3 separate regions of the Mus musculus genome follow, and all the other regions are linked to region 1. A link is a contact called in public HiChIP or PLAC-seq and promoter capture Hi-C data. All regions are on one chromosome and are shown on one strand. The core of a region is the stretch at or near the end of the contact, and the rest is flanking DNA. Distances in the headings are between cores, read along the strand shown.

Region 1 (3,014 bases), core at 266-2,765:
TAACTTGTATCATGGAGTGGTTTACATTTTGAAGGGTTTTTAATGGCTACCTAAATTATTTAAAATCTATTCTTGGTTATGGATACTCCACAGTAGCTAAGCACTTACCTAGCCTTCAGTATGACCTATGTTCCATCCCTAGAACCACTAACTAAGTAAATTGTCGCTGAGTATTTCTGAGAGAACTGTCAGAGAGTGGCATTAAATCTCCAGCTTCAAAAAGCGATTGCAAAGAACTAAAATTACAGCTCAGTGACAGAGTGCTCCGTCAATTCCCACGGGGTTCACTGCCCAGCACAGCCACACACAGTGAAGAGGGGGCAGGAGTGGGGGTGTGTGGGTGGATGAAGAGAACCAGGAGATAGTGAGACAGAGAAGAGAGGGGGCCCTGCTCATGCGTGTGCTATCAGGTCAGGCGTAGTTCCAAGGCAGAAAGACTTAAAGCTGCAAGTTCCGTTTTGGAAGCTATTGGTATGGTGCACCTGAAAGTGACCAGAAAATAAGGGCAGATGCGGTAGGAAAAAATTTAAAGGGAGGGAAGTTAGTCAGACGCATAAACGTAGGAGTCATTCATTTGAAAGCAAGCAACTTGAGTTAGTAGCAACGGAATGAAGACGTGAGAAACAACCAAACATTACCTGTAACTACCAAAATAAGTGTCTACAAAGACTCAACTCAGGTGCCATCTTCAAATATTGCGTTTAATAGGATATAATAAAGGGCACACTCCTATAAGTGCCTTGCTACAGTTAAAACCCATTACTTCGTTTAATATCCCTTAATTAATCTGAACTAGCAGAAACTTGAGTTAGCTTAAATAAAATGTTCACTAAGCTCCCCACTCTTCAATACTTAGAACCCCTGCAAACTCTCGCCACACACACTGATGGACACCCATCGCCTTCGGTCTAGACTTACCACGGGCACCCTTTCCATCTCTCCAAGTCCCTGCAGCTTCTTGACTACACCGTCCTTTCTCACCGAGCAGACTCGTCCCTAGCCCGGGGTCACAGGCTGAGCCGGAGCTCCCGAAATGACCGCGGAAGGACAGGCCGCCAGCCTGGCCCCCAAGGCACTTGGCCCGCCAGTCTGGAGCTTGCAGGCACACTGCCTGCCACACCCCTCCCCTCCCGACCTTTTCCTCCTCCACCCAGAACGTTTCGGCACGTCCAGGCCGGAGGTACAAGGCGCCCATTCATCTACTCCTCATAAACTAGGGCTGCAGCCGTCCGCTGTGGTCCCGGTGGCCTCAACCGCCCCGCGCCCTCCCAGCCCGGCCTCGGCGTCCCGCCAGCTTCCCCCAGCGCCCTCCGCTCACCCGCCGTGCGGCTCGGCCAGCTGCCCGCACTGGAGCCCCGGGCTCCGCGACGCCGGGAGACCCAGGCTGCCGAGCCCGTCGGCTCCGCCGCGTCCGCTGACCCGCAGCACCGCCGGCTCCCGCCGGCTCTGTGGCCCGGACCGCTTCGGTGAGGCCCAGGCGTTTCCGGGTTCCCGCGGTCCGGTCCGCCAAAGGATCCGGCTTCCGCCTCGGCCCCGGCAAACGCCGTTCCCTGTTCGGCTCCGGGGGCCCCAGCTTCGCGCTTGCGGGACGCGTCCCTGAGGCGACCCCAACCGCGGCTGCTCCTCGCGCAGCTCCCGTGACAGTCTCACGGTCGCCGGAGAGTTTGATAGGAAGGTGTCTCTCTCCCCACAGTCCTGCGGCAGAAAGTGGCGGGATGATCTGTCACTTAAGGAAGGGGACAAAGTCCTTTGGATCAAAGAACTCTGATGAGAACCGGGAGGCGGATCTTGGCTCCTGAAAATGACCACCAGTGAGTTGAAAACAAGATTATACCTGGTGCAGGTTACCAACCTTAGTCTAGGAGCCAGCTGGTTCGGTTAGGAATGATCCCTGTCCCCCACCCTGGGAGACCTGGAAGAGTGTCAGGAACGCAGAATGGGCTTAGTGTCACTAACCAGGGGAAAGGTGAAGAGAGAAAGAGAGCAATTTACCTCTTCCTGTCTGCAAGAATCTCATGCATATTACGTTTCAGTCTGCTAATGTATTTCCAAAAGTTCCCAACCACTGTAGCCATTGCTGGCTGTGGACAGGCTGAAATGTAATATTCTGGGTCCGGATTGATCATCGGATACAGCAGATTTATCCCTTCCCTGTTAAAACAATGCTCCTAGAATTAAGCTTACGCTTCTTTGCGTGGCAAATGATTAAAACCATCCATTAGGGAAGCATCGTTAGAAAACAACGGAGAAAAATAAAATTAAATGACTGTTAGCACATGATGCCTCGCTTAAATGTTTGTGTAATCCGACCTTCAGAAAACTTCTGGGGGATGGAATGTGGATTAGATCTTGATATTTGCTAGGGTCCGAACCTAAAACGTCCCCCAAAGATTCATCATGTGGTAAAGGTTTGGTTGCCAGCTAATGGACTTTGATGTTGGGGGAAGTGAATGGATAGTGAACCTCTGACCTAAGCCACTGATGTATTAAATCTTTGAAGGTATTATTAGGAGATGGTGTAAATGGTGGCACAAGCCTATTTGGAAGAAGTGGGTCGCTGAGGGTGTGTCTTAACCTAGCCTTTCCTCTAGCTCTCTTTGCAGCCTGTATGCTTTTTTTGGTAAATAACTGCCCCAGTACATAAGTTCCAACCAGAGACCCAGAGGCAATGAAACCTAGTCACCATGAACCAAAACATCTGAAACGATGATGTTTCAGGGAGGACTAATAAGTCCTCCCTCTAAGTGGCTTTCTCAGGCAAAAAGAAAGTAACAAATACAATACTTCTTATACTTCTTACTTTTTTTTTTTTTTTGACGGGGTCTCACATTGTAGCTCAGGATGGCTCCAGGCTGGCATTGAAGGTCTCGATCTCTTAGCAACCATCCTGTCTCAGCCTCTCTGTGCTAGCTAGGATCAAAAGCTAGAGCACTCAAATCTGCTTTCTATCCCCTTTTTCCTCCCTACCAACCCCCCCCCCCCCAATTATTGCCAATTGACCCTAGGCCTTTGTA
Region 2 (3,014 bases), core at 366-2,865, 370 kb before region 1:
GCAAATGAGAAATGTTGTAATTAAATTATAATCTCAAAATTTAAAAAAAAAAAAAAAAAACAGTTTTGGTCAATTTCCACTGAAAATAGACCACTCGGCATTTGATGCTCATCTGCTCACCCGTGAGATATTTCACGTCTTACACACCGATTAACTCCTTGTGCTGAGTAGACTCTGCTAGTGGCTTACTTTATTCATGCAAGGGCAGGCAAGACAGTTTCTGCGCACAAGCACAGAGAGGACACGGAAGACACAGATGTGTCTAATGCAACACAGCGTGAGCCACATGGGGCTGAGAATGACTCAGGGAACCACACAAACAGCCCAAGCCTCTATCCCAACCCTCTCCCCCACCTCCACACCAAGTGCTAGGATTACAGACAGCTCGCCACCATGACAGCTTTTTTTGCACAGGCTGAAGGAATCTACAATCTGGTCTTCATGCTTGCTTTGGCAAACATTTTTCTGATTGAGCCATCTCCCTGGTCCCAGCGTTATATTATTATTATTTTTTTTTTTTTTAAAGCAAAGTTTCCCAGTCAGAGCGATCGGAATGGAGCTGCCTGGGCAGGAACTGAGGCGAGCAGAGGCCCCAGCTGCCGATGGATGGGTGTGAACTGTGTTTACTAGGTGTTGAGCAAATACGATCCTGTTCTCTGAGTACCAAGGTAAAAAACAAGAAGCCCTGTGCGGTGCCCCTGCACCTGCGAAAGCAGCAGCTCCTCTCCTCTGAGGTCAGGTAGATGTAGCTGGGTGTGGCTCTCACCTGCCAAGGTCAAAGATGTGTCCCAGATAGCCAGCATTTGAGAAAACAAAATCAAGTCAACAATAGATTGACAATCTGAAAAAAATACCCTCCTGCTGACAGCGCTATTTCTCAGACAGCATTCGCTCAAAAGTGGTTAGACTTATTACTTATTGGGAGCTGGGGGGGGGGGGGGTGACAGACATCATGTAGCTAAAAGGAAGCCTTCTAAGTAGTTGCTACATTCTAAAGTTGATCTTTGAACTCTACTGAATCCCCAGGAGGCTACTTAAGGAAGCTTTTTGAAATTGAAAAACTAAGCGAGGTAATAAATGTGACCCACAGAGATGAGCGCTCCTCCCGACCCCCAAAAGATCACCCCTCAAGCTCCTTTCTCTGCATTTCGTCTCCATCAATCCCAGCCACAAGCAAGAACAAGGTACTGCTAGTGGGTGACCCTGCTCTGCATTTTCCTGTGAGGTCACCAGCTCATGGACCAGTCATCAAAATAAAGCAATAACGCGCTTCGCGGAAAGCAGAGGGAGCTATAAATTGAGGACCTAGCGTCACCAAGGTCGTCAAAGCAGGATGTCTTGCAGTCACTTCACCACTAGAGGGCGTGCTGCCCATATATACACAGGCACATACCATCACGGTGTAAATTGAACACTAGGGCTCTTGTTTTCACATATCTCCCTAGGATAAAAGGTCGATATTATTTTCCTGAACTGATCCCTGGCTAGATTCCAAAAGGAGTGGTTGTAGTATTGGTTCTCGGGTTCTTTGGGAATACCTTACAAGCCCTGTCGGAAAGTACAGACGTTTCGACACTGATTGCTACGGGGCGCTTTCAGATCGTGTGACTTTGGTTAGTTGTTAGGGTGGGTGAGCGGATTGGTTGGTTGGTTGGATCTGGATATGCCTAGTATTACTGGTAGAATCCTGACTGAGCAATGTGTGTCTAAGCAACAGGACAGACGGGTTGACTTGGGAACTGGAGAAACCATATTCTAGAAGGTGTTTTGGTTTTGTTTTGTTTTGTTTTGTTTTTGGGTTTTTGGGTTTTTTTTGTTTTTGTTTTTGTTTTTCAAGACCTGTGTCTGATGCTATTTCTCAGTCCTAAAGTCAATAATCCATGTGCTGGTCACATGGAAATATCCAAATTCCGGAGGCATCCTTCTCTAAACCTCCTAAATTGGACAATCTTGAAAGTACTCCCACATGAGCAGTCAGAGCGGATAGAGCACTGACTTAGGCTTCATGCCATTCTGGGGGACCATGACCGTACATGGCAAGCCTGTTATTTTGTGGAATCATTACCCTGGCCACCCATGGCTCCTGTGTCTTACAGGATGAACAGACCAGACTCAGGTATGCTGGAGTGTAAACGCCACACTGGACTTTGAAGGCATGATTTTTTTTTTAAATGTAAACTAAACTACTCCATTAATAATCCCTGTCTTAACTATATGTTGAAATATGTGGGATATAATGAATTAATTGAAATACATCTTTTAAAATACCTTCACCATTTCTTTCTATCATTTCTGAATGTCCCTAGTGGAATATTTAAAATATCCATATGACTAATTATACATGGCATTCTTTTTTTGTTGTTTTTTTGGTTTTGGTTTTTTTGTTTTTTGTTTTTTTGAGACAGGGTTTCTCTGTATAGCCCTGGCTGTCCTGGAACTCACTTTGTAGACCAGTCTGGCCTCAAACTCAGAAATCTGCCTGCCTCTGCCTCCCATGTGCTGGGATTAAAGGCGTGGGCCACCACCGCCTGGCTTATACATGGCATTCTTTAGATTCCTGAATGGGAGGTGAAAGCAGACAAAACCTTTAAGAAATCGTTAGACTAGAAGCAAGTGGTTACACCCTGCTGACCCATCCTCTGTAGCATTATAAGTAGCATTCTGGTCACATAACCTCCTTTAAGGGACTGACTCAGCAGTTAGAGTACCCGCCATGCAAGTACAAGAACCAGCATCAGATTCCCAGAAAGCCACATAATCTGGTGAGTGTGGCAGCCTGCTTGTAAATCTAGCTTCCAAAGGAATTCCGAGAACAGGCTGGCTAATAAGCCCGGCCATATTGATAAACTCTGAATATGACTGAGACCCACTCTTCCTTAATGAATAGGTAGACGGATGATAGACAATTTATTAACCTTAGGCCTCCACACGCACATGTGTGTACATCCACGCCATACATACAGACACATGTGTGCCCCACACATACAAAACAATGAATGCAGGCACATTGCACA
Region 3 (3,014 bases), core at 370-2,869, 330 kb before region 1:
GACCACTGAAGTGGGATACCGGTCAGAGGCGTCAAGGCCTAGAACTCAGGACTAAAGCAGAGTGACCTCCACTTCCCCACAGGGGACATGCTTGTCAACCCAGAAGAGAAGCTTCAAACCACGAAGACCCAAAGGCTTCTTTTTTTGTAATTTTTTTTATTATTTCTTGTTGACTATTATCATATTTGTGTATAACGTGTGTGGAGCTCAGAGTATGACTGTGTGACATCAGCTGTCTCTTTCTGCATGTGTGTGGGTTCTAGGGTTCAAGCTTAAAGAGCAAGCACTTTACCTGCAGAGCCATTCTACTGCCTCCTGGTTAACTATGGATGAATAGACAGATGATAGATAGATAGATAGATAGATAGATAGATAGATAGATAGATAGATAGATAGATAGATACCTATGTTATTTAACTTATTAGGCAAAATAAAAGATTAACAACAGAAACTAGTATTGACAGAAAAAAATTGTAACAGCATAGAAGCTATGTGAATGTAGCCGCTCAAAATCTTTTCTTACACCACTTTTACTGAAGAGATGACTCAGAGGTTAAGAGCACTGGCTGCTCTTCTGTAAGTCATGAGTTCAATTCCCAGCAACCACGTGATGGCTCACAACCATCTAAAGGATCTGATGCCCTCTTCTGGTGTGTCAGCAACAGCGTGCTAATATACATAAATAAATCATTTTTTAAAATGCAGTGCCTAAGTGATCAGATGAAGTTGGGTGGATAATACAGGTAGAGAGTAACCTGGTAAAGATCACTGCAATATGAACAATGAGACAGTATGCCAGTAGACTAGATACCAAGACAGGTAGTGGGTAACTATGGGGCAGGTAGGATATACAATGTGGATCTGCTGGACGCTGAGATAATTCATAGCCACAGTGGAATAGAACCAGACAGTAAGAAACATCATGATACTACTTGAAATGGTAAACAACTTAAAACTTTTTATTTATTTATTTATTTAATTTTTTTTTGGAATTTTCCATTTAATATGTTAAGGCCAAAATTGACTAATACCTAGTGTCAGGGATAATGAAGAGTTTGCTGTCATATATGGAAATGTAATAGCGGAGAGACCGAGGGGGAGGTCCGTCTGCACTGTGTTTAGGTGGTCAGCACAGGATCGCTCGCTCTGGGACTCTGAACCCCCTGCAGGGACGTTTCCTAGCGCATCCATCCCCTTTTCCACTAAAACTGCAGAGACAGGCACTGGCTTGGGCACAGGGGACATAGATATTTGAGTGAAAATCCATATATCTTTACTCCAGAAACTCACTCTAGCAGGGGAGAGAGAGCCTGCAGAGAACTAACTTTGGGAAGTTTATCACAGCACCTTAGAGGTAAATGGAGAAAGCTCTGCTTGAGCCTTGCTCCGGAGTGAGGTGGTAAGAAAATGGCAGTGTGAAGAACCGGAAGGGGCGGGGCTGGCGCAGGCAGACAGATCAGGGTGGAGAAACACCAGGAAGAGCCTGTCTTTAAAAAAAAAGTTTCGTATTATTTTGATTAAATAAGAAATTCCACCAAGCAAGCCCAATGAATGACTCACACCTACTCCTGAAAGGATTGAGGAGTCTGACTCAGCCTGCCGTCTGCACGACCCCACAGAAAGGCTGACACTCGCTCTGCTCTTTAGTGTGAAGCTGTAAACCACAAAGGCCACCCCCTGCTAAGAGCTTTATGAAGTCGTGGAACAACTTTGAATGTTTCCTTCAAGCAAAGGTGACACCAGCAAAGCAACTTACTTTCGTGAGCCGTGACTTTGCCACCAAACTAAATAAGCCTGGCTCTACAAAATGAAATGTCAAAAGCCCTTCAAGGCCCTGCCATGGAAGTCCTGAGAATGAGGGGTGGGAGTGGGGAGAAAAACTAACAAAGATCCAAAGAGAGACAGGAGGATCGGTGGAGTTTGAGGCTACCTAGGGCTACAGAGAAAGACTCAGGAGGGGATGAGAGTGGGGGACATGTTGGAACGGGAGGGAAAAGGAAAGGAAAGATGAAGGAGAGGAAGAGACAGAGAGGAAGAAAGGAAAGGAGAAAAGAATGCCAAGTAGTAACGTGTGTTCAGTGGTTCACGTGGCACAGTCTATGCTTACCAATGTGCAACGACATCTTAAATTCTAACGATCTTAGTCATGTCTACAGAGCGAACCGAACAGGGACTGCACCTCGCTCTCCTCCTTTCAACTCACATATGGAGAGAGTTTTGAATGAACTAATTCGCTTTCCACAATGGAGAAAGGATATAATTAATATATAATATGAAAATGCATATAAATATAATGAAATGCATCATATCAAATGGAATTCCTTTCTAGGCTTTGGAGGGTCACGTGGTTTTTGGAGGGATTCGTTCTTTCGTTTGAATCAGGGTGTCACTATGTAGCCCAGAGTAGCCTGGCACTCACAACCACCCAGCCTTAGCCTCCAAATGATGACATTTGGGTGTGCCACAACACTCAGGTGTGTGTGTGTGTGTGTGTGTGTGTGTGTGTGTGTGTGTGTGTGTATTAGGGGCGTGTCCTTGAAATAAAATTCACACGTTAAAATTATAGAATCCAAAATACATTAAAAACCTAATGGATAGTGCCTGGGTGCATTCTGACTCTCTTCACACTGACTTAGGAGGCTCAGGCTGCCTCTGCAAGGGCCCCAAGTTGACACCAAAGACAGGCTCTTCTCCTTCAGGGTTACTCCGGACAGCCTGCTCTGGCCGCCTAGAAAAGGGGGAGAAAGCCTGAGAGAAGCCTGAGGGTAACACAGTGAATCAGATGATAATGTGATAAGGATAAATCAGTCTTATGATCTGCGCGCTTAACACAAGCAGCTTTTCCCATGATCCCAGTATCAGCTGACTAAAAACCACCTGGACCTTGGCATGGGAGTCTCTTGGAGAAACTGAAAATACCGGCAGTTTTTCTTCAACTTGATCCTGTTAGCTGAGGACTAATCTTAAAAACCCAAACAATTATCCACAAATTTGGTGCCAAAATCCAGGTCCTA

The links. Promoter capture Hi-C pulls out the DNA fragments that hold promoters and counts their contacts. HiChIP or PLAC-seq counts read pairs in DNA pulled down with a chosen protein or histone mark.
Region 2: an H3K4me3 HiChIP or PLAC-seq map of embryonic stem cells shows a contact between it and region 1, with 16 read pairs. The contact joins the enhancer-like site here to the promoter of Slc35a3 in region 1. A contact is called at or near these places in 17 of 39 promoter capture datasets (the 3T3-L1 cell line, 3T3-L1-derived adipocytes, the C10 cell line and 12 more), 1 of 15 datasets of contacts at CTCF or cohesin (the NIH/3T3 cell line), 11 of 115 datasets of contacts at active chromatin or transcription factors (the 230-238 cell line, the SCID.adh cell line, bone marrow-derived macrophages and 6 more) and 3 of 9 other capture datasets (adipose tissue, embryonic stem cells and liver).
Region 3: a promoter capture Hi-C map of neural stem cells shows a contact between it and region 1. The contact joins the enhancer-like site here to the promoter of Slc35a3 in region 1. A contact is called at or near these places in 5 of 39 promoter capture datasets (the C10 cell line, cranial neural crest, hematopoietic stem and progenitor cells and 1 more), 1 of 15 datasets of contacts at CTCF or cohesin (the NIH/3T3 cell line), 5 of 115 datasets of contacts at active chromatin or transcription factors (the SCID.adh cell line, bone marrow-derived macrophages, effector CD8 T cells and 2 more) and 1 of 9 other capture datasets (liver).

Annotation. Positions count from the first base shown.
Region 1 is chr3:116,710,765-116,713,778 of GRCm38.p6, forward strand. It overlaps Slc35a3 (solute carrier family 35 (UDP-N-acetylglucosamine (UDP-GlcNAc) transporter), member 3), which reads right to left and starts at 1,516. Exons shown (of 8, transcript NM_144902.4): 1 at 1,319-1,516.
Region 2 is chr3:116,339,841-116,342,854 of GRCm38.p6, forward strand. The region is part of intron 7 of Cdc14a (CDC14 cell division cycle 14A); the gene reads right to left. Among named protein-coding and RNA genes, the nearest start is that of Cdc14a, 83 kb to the right of the region's middle. Within about 2 kb of position 1,616, at least 36 of the 459 cell types and tissues checked have an H3K27ac peak or open chromatin away from gene starts, as enhancers often do. A contact at or near this core is called in embryonic stem cells and trophoblast stem cells, where this site is marked.
Region 3 is chr3:116,378,977-116,381,990 of GRCm38.p6, forward strand. All of the region lies in intron 4 of Cdc14a (CDC14 cell division cycle 14A), which reads right to left. Among named protein-coding and RNA genes, the nearest start is that of Cdc14a, 44 kb to the right of the region's middle. Within about 2 kb of position 1,620, at least 104 of the 459 cell types and tissues checked have an H3K27ac peak or open chromatin away from gene starts, as enhancers often do. A contact at or near this core is called in the NIH/3T3 cell line, effector CD8 T cells, memory CD8 T cells and 2 more, where this site is marked.